2 separate regions of the Capsicum annuum genome follow, and region 2 is linked to region 1. Evidence: chromatin contacts called from public Hi-C data. All regions are on one chromosome and are shown on one strand. Each heading gives the region's core, a stretch centred on a gene start, on an enhancer-like site or on the middle of the called end of the contact. The rest is flanking DNA. Distances are from core to core; before and after follow the strand shown. Region 1 holds the start of LOC107873358. Region 2 holds the start of LOC107873356 (nucleolar protein dao-5).

Region 1 (6,908 bases), core at 1,517-4,016:
GCAAAGTGCTCAACTTGATTTGTGCCTCGCTTCAGGGCTTAAGCGCGCTTTTGACAATACTGGACTATTCTCATGTTAAATCTCCAGTTCACCCTTCCTAATATCTACGTTGTGCGGACTCTTTACTTTTGATGCCGCACCCGAGTCGGATTCTCCAACGATTCACTACTTTTGAGAATCCGACACGCACGCTGAAATTTCTGGAGAGTCCGAGCAACATAGACTAATATTGTACTTAGTTTTAGCACAAATTTCACAGTTAAGAACCGAACACCTCTCGTATACACCTAAGAATAGTTTGTGCTGTTTTACAATAAAGGATGAATACGACTTATCAATAAATAAATAAAGAGAAGTATTGAAAATACCCCCAAACTTGGCGCAGATTATTACTTTAGTCCTCAAACTATACCTAATATTAAAAATACCCCTATACTTGACTAAATGAATCTAAAACACCCCCGTTTTGCCATATCTGTTCACTCGCGGTCGAGCTGCACTAGTCTATTGATGTGTTACTTATGTGGCATTCACGTAGATACTTAAAGCCAAAAAGAAAAGAAAAAAAGACATCTAAAAGGAAGTCCTCTAAACAACCCTACCCGGTGAAATCAGCCCCACAAGCTCTCTCACATCACTAGAACTTTTCCCCTCCCCCTCATTATTCTCTCAGAATTCTCCAATATAACCCTTTGATTTCCATTTCCAAGTAAATCAAAGGATTTTAACCTAAAAATCTTAGATAAAAGTATCAGTTATAATCTCCATTCATTTTGATTTCTGATTTATTTAGCGTGGGTATAGTTTGGGAACTAACTAATGCTAGGTATAGTTCCTGTCTTAGGGGCATTTCTAAATTTATTTAGCCAAGTATAGGGGTGTTTTTAATACTGGTAGATTGGGGACTAAAGTAACGATTCGTGCAAAGTTTAGGGGTGTTTTCAACACTTCTCTCATTAATAAATAAACAAAGGACTGATGTGCAACCCAACTCCATTAAGTGAAACCTAAACTATAGAAATCACCAAGATGAGCAGCAGAAAAGACACTAAAAGGAAATCTAATTAAAACACCTGGAACTGTAAACATACACAATTCGACAATTTCTGTCAACCTTGTGCTTCCAATATACCAAAGAAGAGCCCCAACTTCATTAACGGCAAACATTTTCCCCTTTTATACCCATAAAAAGACAACTGTACAATGCACATCAGTTTCTGAACAAAAACAATCTACGGCTTCTCCACTTCTATACTCTGTTTTTCACTATAAACCTTCAGCAACAAACTCTTGACGAACATATTGTTCACGTCCAACCCTATAACAACAGTGCGTACTACTAGCAGCATCTGTGGCAAAGCTAAAAATTTATTCAAAATATTATTAGAATTTCATACCTAGGATTTGAACATGTGACCAGACGAAATTTTTGAACCCCCTTTGCCGTTTCACAAGAATTCTTGCCTTATCAAGGGGATTCAACATTTTATATAACCACAAAAAGTAAGACCGGTTTTACCGATTTGCGCCAAGATATTTTTTACAAGAGGAATAGCTTGCGCAACTTAATTTTCAACGAAGGGGATTAGGTTAACCCCCCTTACCTATACCTAGTTCCACCCTTGATTAGCAAGCTAAGACACAAAAATCTCTTCTTTACTCATGTATCTCTTACAAGTAAATAAAGAGTTATTTTGCATATGTAGCATCCAAACAAACAAAGGTCCAGAAAACTAAATTAGGAACTGCTGTATGTGTTTTTAGGACACCCTCAGAAAAATCTAGACCCTTAGAAAAATCTAGCACCAAAGCAACCTTATTTTAAGTCATAAATTCAAGAAATCGCATACCAGCACTCTCAATTTCTCTTTTAGTTGATCTAAGTTTCATATTTGGAAGGGTATGTATGATCCTCTTCATGGGTTAATGAAAATTTGCTCCATTGAAGAGGATTGTTTAAGTTCTCGCATTTGCCTGACCACCCCCCACCCCAAACCCAAACACAGCTTTTGCAACTTCAACTCATAAGCATAACTAAGAATAGTTCAGAACACAAGATTGAGCAGAAGATCGAAGAAACCTGTAAGTGTATATTCCGAAAACGCTCTTGAGCATCGCTCATACTGAACGAACGATCTCGCTTGGAACCAATCTCTCTCCTTTGAAGCTTCTTAACGCTGTTCACAAACCCATCCATTCCACCGCGTGGCCTCTTCTTTGCCACCACCCTCCTTCCACAACATGGCCTAGGACTAGCAGTTATTCTCCTTCCATCCATTCCTAAAAACACCTCTACAAAATCCTACTACAAATCTCAAACCCTAACAAACAAATTGCAACATGCGTACACACAAAACACCAAGTTTTATATTCTGTCTTCTGGGATTTTAGAGTGAAAAACAAATGTGGGTTGCAATGTTTAAACCCTAACTTTCAAATACCCATGAAAAGGTGAGATTTTTACAGTTGCTAAACAGCAAAACTTAAGAGAGTACACTTTGTTGGGTAGCTGTTTTTGGGAAGTGAGCGTGAAATTTTAGTCAAGGGATATAATGGTACAGGGCATATGAGCTTAGTTGGTATAGTAATAAATTGAGCCGAAAATGGAAAGGCGAGTGAAACACTGTTTGGATTTTGGAAGTGGAGAGGGAGGGAGGGAGCGAGGGAGGGAGGGAGGGTCCAGACTTCAGAGAGAGAGAGAGAAAATTGTCGGAATTTGAAATTTGTTGAAAAAGGGCTTTCATTTCTTTTCTGTTCTTTTGTTCTCATTCTGATATCCGTATTTGAGTTTGATTAATTCAAATCGTGCGATGCATAACCTATTAAGATAACAGCGCTCTCAATAGAGTTTCTCTGTACTCAGAATCGAACCCTCAATCTCTAGTTAAGGGCCCACAAGATAATTCTTCAAAGGAAAACAAATACAAATAAAACGTTTAATTTTGCAAGTTATAGCAAAAATTGATATAAAAAAGAGAGAAAAACTATCTTTTATTTTATTTTTAAAAATAAAAATAAATTTTATATTAAAAAAAGAGATTTCGTACTAATAAAAAGGGATGACATTTATTATTAAGATATCAATTATTCCTTTTATTAGTTCTCAAAATGGCTTTCTCTTTCTTTAACGATATCACTTTATCCTTCTTCGTAACAATCATACGTTTTTTTTTCAATTCTTTATTATCAACATAGAATTTTTCTTTTTTATCACGATTTTCTTTTAAATTATTTCACCCTAATTGTCTTCTTTCGGGTAATTCCATAACCCAACTTAAAAAGGTATCTTTGTACCACCTAAATTCTCCTAAAGTCCTACATCGAAGATCATTCAAGAGAGTACGGACGGTTTCATATTGCTTGGTATATCTACCATTAAAATGTTATAAAATTGTAAGATCAAGGGTATAAACTGCATCTTCCCTATTTGCAACTAGGGTCATTTCTAAGTTATAAATTCCATCGCTAACAGCTCTAGTGTTAACAATAACAGTTTTCTGGTCAAGAGTTAAAAAATTGTCCCACCAGCCACGAAGTTGGCCAGTAAAACCTGCAATAATCATTCTGCAAATAATTCTATCAAAATTACTTTCAATATTCTTACAGATAGTTTCGTGCATCATCATACGATGCACAAGAATCGTTAATTACCTATCAGTTAAGTTATCAAGATTTCATTCATAAATCTCAGTACCACTATAAGACGTATTAGTGTGATTCCAATCTCGTTCCTTAATTAAAACATCTTGAGGAGTAGGCCGCGGATAGTAGTAAGTTTTCATACTTGGTAAATCAATATATTTTTTCCATGATTGTTTTTTAATTATTCCTCTAAGCTTATTAAGCTCCGACTTAATCTGAGCTTTCAAATCAGGAATAGATTCTAATTAGTTAACAAAATCATTTGATAAATCTATGGGTTTGGCACTCAAGCCAACAAGCTTTTTATCAAGAAGCTCTTCTAAATCTTTTAAAGATCTATTTGTTTGAAAACCTTTTATTTCAAGAAATCATTGAATACTAGCATAATAGTTGGAACTTCTGTCTTACTTCCTGGAGAGGAGGCAAGCTCAGTAGATTGCTGACTAGTACTCATTTTTTTAACTAAATCGGTTAAATCATCAAGTTTTTTATCAAGGGAACTAATATGTTCACCCAAAAATTTAACATATAAGCTCAAATAATTATTTTGAAAAATCATATTATTAATCTCTGCGATGCTTACCGCTGCTACTTCATTATCAATGAATTTCTGGAAAGAAAAAATAGTAATATCTGTATTATTAGGTAATATAAAAGGTGCTTGAGGAGGGTAAACAACTTTAATAATATTACCACTCCCGTCATTATAAGATTGTTCCAAAACCTTCATGTATAACGACAGATATGTGGGGATAAACCAAGGAACAAAATGCATAATATGATTATGTAATGCACATACTTCATAGAATTCTTGAGAAATATTATTTAATTCCTCAGGACTATAAGTCTTAGAAAAACAAGTTCTAAACTGGTTTCATTTTTTATCAAAAGATTCGTTTTTAATATAATTTCGTGTCTGGGATCCAGGACTAAAATCAATTTGGTGTGGAATCATCAATTATCATTTGGATCGAAGTTCATTTCAGAAGCAGTAGGAATATCTATATCAGAGATATTATCACGATCTTGAACAATATTTATACGAGGATTGACTTTAACTTTTTCAACAAATCTTGAAGAATCGGTTTCAATTGTATGCAAAGAAGTAATACGACTTATAGCTGGACCATATGATGGTCTACTAGAGAAATATCATGCATAGCAGGCAATAATTTAGGCATAAAAATGAATGTCTATTATAAACAGTAGACTTATCATCAAATTGAATACAAATCCTCGCATTTGGATTTTGCATGACATGTAAAAAGTCGTTGTTCGTCAAGTCATTAGTAACCTGACTTGGAGATATAACCGAATTCAAGTTCCAAGTAGTGGGAAAATCAATTTCATCCTATCTAATAGGTCTCTTAATGATAACCTTAGACCTTGAAAAATTAGTTTCGACTAATATAGTTTGATAAGATGTGTCATATAATTTACATCTAGGATTTAATATAGACAATAATTTATAATAAATTATGTATGATAGATATATAAGTTCAGATTCGGCGCATAATTATAACCATGCGTCTTTACATTTAATGTCAAAGCATCAAGAATATTCACATCAGTCAAAGATAATTGCAAATTTGGCTGAGTATTGAAATAAACTGGACCATAGGCCACAATGGATTCAATCGAACCCAAATCAGTTTGAAACAAACTCATTTTTGGTTTAAATATGATCAAACCATTTTGTATTACAATCTTCTTGAAGATGTCAAGATATTTGATATGAAGTTCAAATATTTTTTATAACACTAATATATCATCAATATAAATAATGATGAAATCTATATAAGGATTGAAAATATCATTCATGATTTTTTGAAACTCAGAAAGGGGCATTTTTTAAGCTAAATGACATAACATTCCATTCATATTATCCAAATAGTACACTGAAAGCAGTTCTACAAGTGTTCTCTTTAAATATTTGAATTTGCCAATATCCCGATTTCAAATCAAATTTTGAAAATATATTGGCATTATATAATGTTGAAAGTAAATTTTTTTAATTTGGAATGGGATACCAAATCCATTTCAAATATTTATTCGAATGTTTGTAGTTTATAACTAACCTGTGAACATCATGTTCTTTTTCTGCAACATTATTAACATAAAATGTAGTACACGACCAAGGGGATTTTGAAAGTTTTTTCAAACCCTTCTGTAACAAATTATCAATTTCTTTCTTGCAGAATTCATTTGGCAAGGTTTTGATTTGGTCGGGATAGCATCCTCAGAGAAATTATCTTCATATGGAAGAGTAACAATATGCCTTTTACGATTCCAAAAAGCACTTGGATGATCAGCACAAATATCAACAACCATTTGTTCAAAAATTAATTTAATTTTTTCCTGTATCTTAGCAGATTTCATAGTATCACAAATATTCATGCTAAGTAATTCAAGTTGTAAAGAATCAACATGCCGCTGCTTCATATTAATTAAAGCATCAATATCCCTAGTTACTGGATCTGTAATAAAAGAATAAGATATCTCTTTATTCTTGTAAGTAGCGGTAAATCCTTTTGTATCAATATGAGTATAAGGATAAATGACATTAATAAACGGAGTTCCAAGTATAATTGGAAAGCATAACTGATTTTTTTACCAAAAAGAAGAAATGTGGAATGCAGACTTTATTCTGGCAAATATGAGTATTTGGCAATTTATACTCCATATCAAGAGAATTTCCAGATGCAAATTTAACTACATGAGTTGTTTTTCGAAAATATTTCGTGGGAATTAACCCTTCTTGAATGCAGCTAACATCTGCTCCACTATCAATTATAGCAACATCAGTTATAGGGAAATGATTATCAATCAGAATAGTACATTTAATATACCATTTATGAGCAGTGATAATTTGCATCATTCCTAGAAAAATAATTATTTTTGAATCAAGGGATTTTTAAATAATGTCATCTATATCATTTTCTTCAGAAATCCTACCTTTCTTTTTTGAAATTTCAATGGGAGAAATATCTTTCTCTAATTGCGAAATCCTGTGATCACAAATTATTTGATTTTGTTTAAAAGATTTTATCTCCTTTTTCAAGTTTTTAAACTTCAATTTTTAAATCATCAAAAGAAGTGTTTCTACCAGGGGCAGTATTCATAGCAAGACATTTATTGACCTCTGACAAAGAATAAGGTGTAAAATAATTAAATGTCTCCTCAAGTTTAGAAGAACTGCTTTTTGAAGAACTCAATTTATAACTCTTAGATAAATTTATGATTTATTCACGGAGTTTTTCATCAAA
Region 2 (6,908 bases), core at 1,247-3,746, 290 kb after region 1:
AGCTGAAGCAGGTGGAAGCAAGGAGGACAACCGAGAGGTGCCTGCTGATGGCACTTATATACAATAGTAATGTGTAAATAATTTATAATAATTAATTAAGGGTGATATCGTAAAATTACGGGTTGAAGCAGCTGAAACAAAAATGTCATAAATGGTTATTTACTTTTTTTATTAAATAATATTAATTTTTTAATATTTAAATAATTTACAACAATAACAACAACAAACCCAGTAAATTTTCACATCGTGGGATCTGGGGAGCTGATAAATAGACCTCGGCTCAAGACAAAGGACATTATATAAAACATCAAAAGCATGGAACACGCTAAAAATAACATAGGTACGACATCCACACAAAATTGTACATTGCCAAACAAAGGACACCGAGGCCCTCCTACCTACTGACTACGACTCATCCACCCATCTTAGCCCTCTACCCTAATGCTTTTCCTCCATACCTTCCTATCCAGGGCCATGTCCTCAGTCATTTGTAATCGCTCCAAGTCATGTTTAATCACTTTCCTCCAGTATCTCTTCGATCTACCTCTACCCCGCTTGAAACCATCCAAGTCCAACCTCTCACACCTACGAACTGGGGCATCCGTGCCCCTCCTTATCATATGACCAAACCATCTCAACCTCACTTTCCACATTTTATCCTCCACCGATACCACTCTCACCTTCTCCCGAATAATCTTATTCCTAACCCTATCAGTCCTAATAAATTCGCACATCCAACGCAACATCCTCATTTTTGCCACCTTCAACTTTTGGATATGAAAATTCTTAATCGATCAACACTCCGCTCCATAAAGCATAGCCGGCCGACCTGCAACTCTATAGAATTTGCCTTTCAACTTATGGGGCACCTTCTTATTGCATAAGATTCCCGAAGCGAGCCTCCATTTCATCCATCCTACCCCAATACGATGAGATACATCCTCATCTATCTCTCCATTCCCCTGAATCGTAGACCCAAGGTACTTAAAACTATCCCTCCTACAAACCGCCTGGAAATCCAACTTCACTACCACCTCCTCATCTTGCCTCGAGTCACTAAACTTGCACTCCAAGTACTCCGTCTTGGTCCTACTCAACCGGAACCCTTTAGACTCCAGGGTTTGTCTCTAAACATCCAGTTTATCATTAACACTTTGATGCGACTCATCAATCAAAACTACACCATCCGCAAAAAGCATACACCAAGGCTCCTTGCCTTGTATACTCCGCGTCAACACATCCATCACTAAGGCAAATAAAAACGGACTAAGAGTTGATCCCTGGTGTAACACTGTCAAGACCGAAAAATGCTCGAAATCTCCTCCCACTGTTCTTACCCGCGTCTTCGCCCCCTCATACATGTCCTTAATCGCTCTAATGTACGCTACTGGGACCTCCCTGTCTCTAAGCATCTCCAAAGAACCTACCTAGGGACCTTGTCATACGCCTTTTCCAAGTCAATAAATACCATATGAAGATCCCTCTTTCTCTTTCTATACTGCTCAATCAGTCTCCGCACTAGGTGAATTGCCTCAGTCGTAGAGCGACCAGGCATAAAATGAAATTAATTCTCCGAAAATAGACACAATCTTCCTCAACCTCCGCTCCATCACCCCTCCCAAATCTTCATCGTGTGACTCAACAACTTTATACCCCGATAGTTATTGCAATTCTGAACGTCACCCTTGTTCTTATATAAAGGGATCATCGCGCTCCATCTCCACTCCTCGGACATCTTTGCGGTCTTTGAAAATGTTGTTAAACAAGTTGGTCAGCCACCTCAATCTTGCCCTGCCAGAGAACTTCCAAAAATCCACGAGGATCTCGTCGGGCCCCGTCGCCTTCCCTTTCTTATCTTGCGAATAGCCTCACTGACCTCCTCTACCTTAAAACGCTGAGAATAACAGAAATCGCAACACTTTTCGAACTTAGTAAAATCACGGATTGAAGCAGCTGAAGCAAGTGGAAGCAGGAAGGACAACCGAGATGTGCCTGATGGCACTTATATATAATAGTAATATAATAATTAATTAATGATGCTATAGTAAAATCACGGATTGAAGTAGCTGAAGCAAGTGGAAGCAGGAAGGACAACCGAGAGGTGCCTGCTGATGGCACTTATATATAATAAAATAGTAAAGTAATATTCCCTCTGTTTTAAAAAGAATGATCTATTTTAACTTGGTAATTTTTAAATTTTGTGGCTTTAAATTAAAATTGTATCAAATATATCAAAATGTCCTTTAATCTTATGGTCCTAAACATACCATGTGGAAAATTGAAACTAAAGTATTGCTAAAAGAAGAAAGATCATTTTTTTAAAAATAAATTAAAAAAATAATTTATTCTTTTTGAAGCGGAGGGAGTAATATGTAATATCCAAACGAATTGTTGACCCTTGAAAGAATAAACTAAAGAAAATAAGTAGAGAAATGTGATTTCACTAGCCTGTATGTTCAGTGCAATAATAAACACATCACCATATTAATCAAGTTTGTCCCCACTTTCTTTGTCTTTCATTCTGATTTCTGCAGCCTTTCTCCAAACGCAATCTCCACTTTCAAGTTTGTTAGCGAATACAGTAAAATTAATTTGGTGAAATTTGAATTCTAAAGTTTCAAAAATGAAAGTTTAATTATAAATTAATTAATCATTATTATATCATAATAACACCGATTTGAAGACAATTAATCATTATGATTCTGTACAAATGCAAGTTTAAATATAAATTAATCAACTCTCTCAAAACACACACACTGTTTCTCAGCTTTACCTCTTTTTTGTCTTGTCTCTTGCACTCAAAATTGTCCTTTTTGTGCTTTTAGCTTCCACACTCCCACTGTGGCTCTCCATAATAATTTTGAAAAAGCACTGTCAGTTGTACATCTCCTGTCTGTCTACTTCATTTTCTGTAAGTTACCTTGTACAATTTTAGCTTGAAAATTTGACTTGTTGTAAGTGTATACATTGACTTGTTGGAACATGGGGTTTTCCTGTCGGTGGACCTTTTGCTGTACTATTGCCCCAATATTAGATTTCTTTTAATGGTAGATCTAATTTTTCAATGTGGGTTGGTGGGGTCTTCATTGTTTTAGTTCAAATTCTGGTTCACTCACCTTTCACATTTAGATTCAAGTTTTTTCAAGTTTATGTCATAGAATTTAATTTTACTCTGCTTCTTTAAGAAATATTTTAGGCAATCTTGCTTAAATTTTAGTTCACATTAACTATAATATGTTTGCTTCTGAAAATCTTGATCAGCTGATGTATTGATTTGGTAGCTATTTTGTGTTATTTTTGGTGTAAATGTTTTATTTCTTCATCAATCAAATGAATTCTTAATAGAAGTCAAGTATGTTAGATGGGAGTATCCTAATATAGGGATAATGTAATTTAGTGTTTTTTTACCAGAATTGAGTGCTTTTGAGAGATCAAGATGGAGGGAGGTGAAGATGCTAATGTCTTGCTGGAGTATGTTGAATTTCAGATTTTCCCGAGCCAGGGCAGGTTAGACTTCTGTTCTCTGTTCAACTGGTTTCATTCGTGTTACGACCTCGTAGTTCCTTGATCTTTGTTCCCTAGTTCTCATTTTATAAGGTTCCTGCAGTGGCATCTTTAAGAGGTTTGATCAATCATTGACACATTGTGGATAAAAATTTGAAGACTGACTATTCATTGGCCAAGCGCAACTAATTGAAAACACCAGTTGGGTTACAATGATTAATGAATTCGACATGGATGCTACTTTGGATCACAAATGAGCTTGTTCAATAATTTGGTTTTCCTTCTTGAAACAGGTATGAGACACGTATGTGCTATGGCAACAAGGTAGAGGCAGCATCCTCTGGGCTTCTGGAGCAATTAGTACTACATTCTCCCAAAATCAAGTCATTGCACTCCAAAGGCTCGGATTCCAGCTTCAAATTTAAGCCCCTGGGAAATCTTAGTGATGCCAAATGGTTTACGAAATCCACTTTAACCAGGTATATTCAGACAGCATTTGCTTCAAGCTATTTCTTTATTAGTTCTAAGTGTTCATATTCTCACATTGCAATTCCTTCTTTTTTTTCTTCAGGTTTCTTCGTATTATCAGTTCATCAAATATAGTTAATGTGGCCAAGGCAATGGTAAATGAAATATCACAGCTTGAAGATGCTCGAAAGTTTCATCTTTCTTTATACACAAAGGTGCTTTGGTGTTTTAACATGCTTTTTTCCCTTCAACTATTTCATAGAAACACGTGGCAAGCAAAATACTAAAGCTCGTTTACTCTTTCAGGGTCCTCAAGATCATACTGGGAGTGGGGAAACAGGTTAGTTCTACTATTCTGTGTTTAATAATATTAAACATAAAACCGCATCATGTCCTATTCTGCCTTGAATTATGCCTAGACTAGTTTGACTATGTTGCCTCTGCGACTACCCTTTCTTCGTAGAATGTTTGTCAAAAGAAAAAGGGACTGCAGAGCAAGTGATATCCTTTCTTCTTCTTTTTCCAGCAGATGTCAGCTACTCAAATTGTGTGGCACCAACAGTTGATGTAATTTGATCTCTCCTTCTTCGTGAATCATCTTCTCGTTTCACAGAGATTATTGCTTATATATGAGTTGAAGCTAACGTGATTTCTGATTTCCATCCAGGCTGATGATAACCCATCGTCAACAGATGCTGCTTCCAAGTATGTCTTTGAGACTCTTTAAAGTTTAAATTCTATAGTTATTCAAGGATCTCCTAAAATCCTCACTGTAAACAGGAATGAATTGTTGCGAGCAATGGACTTGAGGCTCACTGCATTAACAGAGGAATTAGCTACGGTTTTTGACCAAGCTGTTGGCACCAAATGCTCTTTGGGGGATATCACTAACATAGAAAAGTTCTCTAACTATTTTGGAGCTGTTAACTTAAGGTACGCTAATGGATTGGAAAGGCAACTGATGGTAGAAGGGTTTTGTTTTTACATTTAACAAATTATGTGGTAATTTCTATGTTCTATCAACATTTCTGAGAACTTTTAGTTTGTCTACTATTTTGAGTGGTCATATTATAATGGAAGCCACATTTTCCCTTTGGTTCAGTTTGAAGTACCATAACTTAATAGTAAAATAATAGAGTTATAGGAAATTGAAAGTGAAGTACCACAAATTATGGCATGGAAGGAGTTATTTTTGAATTGTCCATGTGTTGATTCGGAGGTCTTCCTAACCCGTTCTCGTGGACATACACTCATTTGGTTGAGAGGAGAGACTTGAATTCTGGGTTTGACACTATTATGACTGCTCCCTTTGTTGAATTAAGGTGACTTAGCTACCCTTGCCTCATACTAAGAAATTTCCTCTCAAAGGCCTTAGTGCTTCTTAGTTTTACCAGTTCAGATTGGAGCCTTTTTTCTGCACAAGTGCTCGTTATGGAGGGATTGAAAAAATTTGTCCAAATTCTTTTGAAATAATGTGAGAGGGGGAATCATTCACTTTCTTGGGGCAATAGAACTTTGAAAATTTAAAACTTCTGAGTATTGGATGTATTTCTTTCGTATGTAGTTTAACCTGTAAATAGGCTCCTTCTCCCTATCAATGATATGAAACTAAATCTTCTAGAACCACGATATGTGGAACTGGTAATGACCAAGGATGTGCTGTATCTTGTAGGAACTGTCTGCAGAAGTTTGTTGCATTGAGACAGGAGAACACAAATTGTGATTCTCTTGGTAAAGAGCCACCTCTCTCCAACACCGATGTCAGGAACGAAAAAGCTGGTCCAGTATGGAGTACTTCTAAGACATCCAGACCGTCACAGTCAGATACAGCTGTGAAATATAGTGCCTCGCCTGCTCAAGCTGCTCAGCTTGAGAGGCAAAGCTCATCAGCAAGTGAGGAATCATCTTCGACTAGTGAGGAGGAACAACCATCGGTGGAAAGGAGTCGGACCTTTATAAGAACTGCATCACCAAGGAGGTCTGCATCTCCTATGCGAAGAGTCCAAATTGGACGCTCTGGATCACGGCGATCCACTGCTTTAACAATAAAGAGTCTGAATTTCTTTCCTGCCAGGGAAAGGTCAGTTTCTCATATAGATGAATCTCCAAGTGATTGTGATGAGGAAGAACGTGAGCAAACCTCAAAAAAATCTGAGAACAATGTACAAAGAATGAGCGTGCAAGATGCAATTCATCTCTTTGAAAACAAACAGACAGGTCAAAAAGTAGATTTTCAGAAGACAAAGTCATTATTGAATGTCTCAGTTACTAAGAAGGAGGTATTAAGAAGATGGAGTTCAGGGGTGTGTGAAAGTGCTAATCCACTAAATGTTGCTTCTGGTGATCTGGCTTCCCTCGCAGCCAAGAAATTGGAAGATCAAGAAACCAAGAGCGCTTCAGAAATGAAGCAGGATTCTTATACTACTCCCGAAACCTATGATGCTGAGGCTGTTGACAATGATTTCAAATCAAACTTACCTGAAGAAAGAGCATCTAGTCCAGAGAAAATGAGAAAGGAATCTTTCCCTAACCAAGATGAAGAGATAGATCAGAAATTAAATGCCTCAGTCGAATGGACTCGAAAAAAGGAAGCAGAACTAAACCAATTGCTGACGAGAATGATGGAAACCGAGCCTGCCAAATATCAGAACTTGGCACCTGGTGCTAGCAAACTCCAACGTGTGCCCAATGAGCGTAGAGGTGGTTTCTATGATCATTATAAAGAAAAGAGGGATCATAAACTTCGTGGTGAAACTACCAGGAAGCAAACAGAGAAGGGAAAGCAATTTAAAGCACTGCAACAAATTCTTGATGAGAGAAAAGCTGAAATGGTCTCAAGAAAAGTGAGTAATGATAATAAAAAGTCAAATATAAAGAGAACACAGAAAGCAGTGAAGAACTTTCCTGTATCTGCCAATCCCAGAAGTGGAACTCCT

Evidence for each region. Hi-C and Micro-C count contacts between places; a contact is called where the count stands out from the background.
Region 2: a Hi-C map of leaf shows a contact between it and region 1, with 2.6 times the contacts expected there. The contact joins the promoter of LOC107873356 here to the promoter of LOC107873358 in region 1. A contact is called at or near these places in 2 of 5 Hi-C or Micro-C datasets (leaf and placenta).

Annotation. Positions count from the first base shown.
Region 1 is chr6:68,462,341-68,469,248 of UCD10Xv1.1, forward strand. It overlaps LOC107873358, which reads right to left and starts at 2,767. Exons shown (of 8, transcript XM_016720185.2): 1 at 2,081-2,767. The coding sequence starts at 2,278.
Region 2 is chr6:68,756,414-68,763,321 of UCD10Xv1.1, forward strand. LOC107873356 (nucleolar protein dao-5) reads left to right here and starts at 2,497. Exons shown (of 12, transcript XM_047414755.1): 1 at 2,497-2,911; 2 at 3,412-3,507; 3 at 3,798-3,983; 4 at 4,076-4,187; 5 at 4,279-4,312; 6 at 4,499-4,539; 7 at 4,640-4,677; 8 at 4,753-4,905; 9 at 5,645-6,908. The coding sequence starts at 3,437.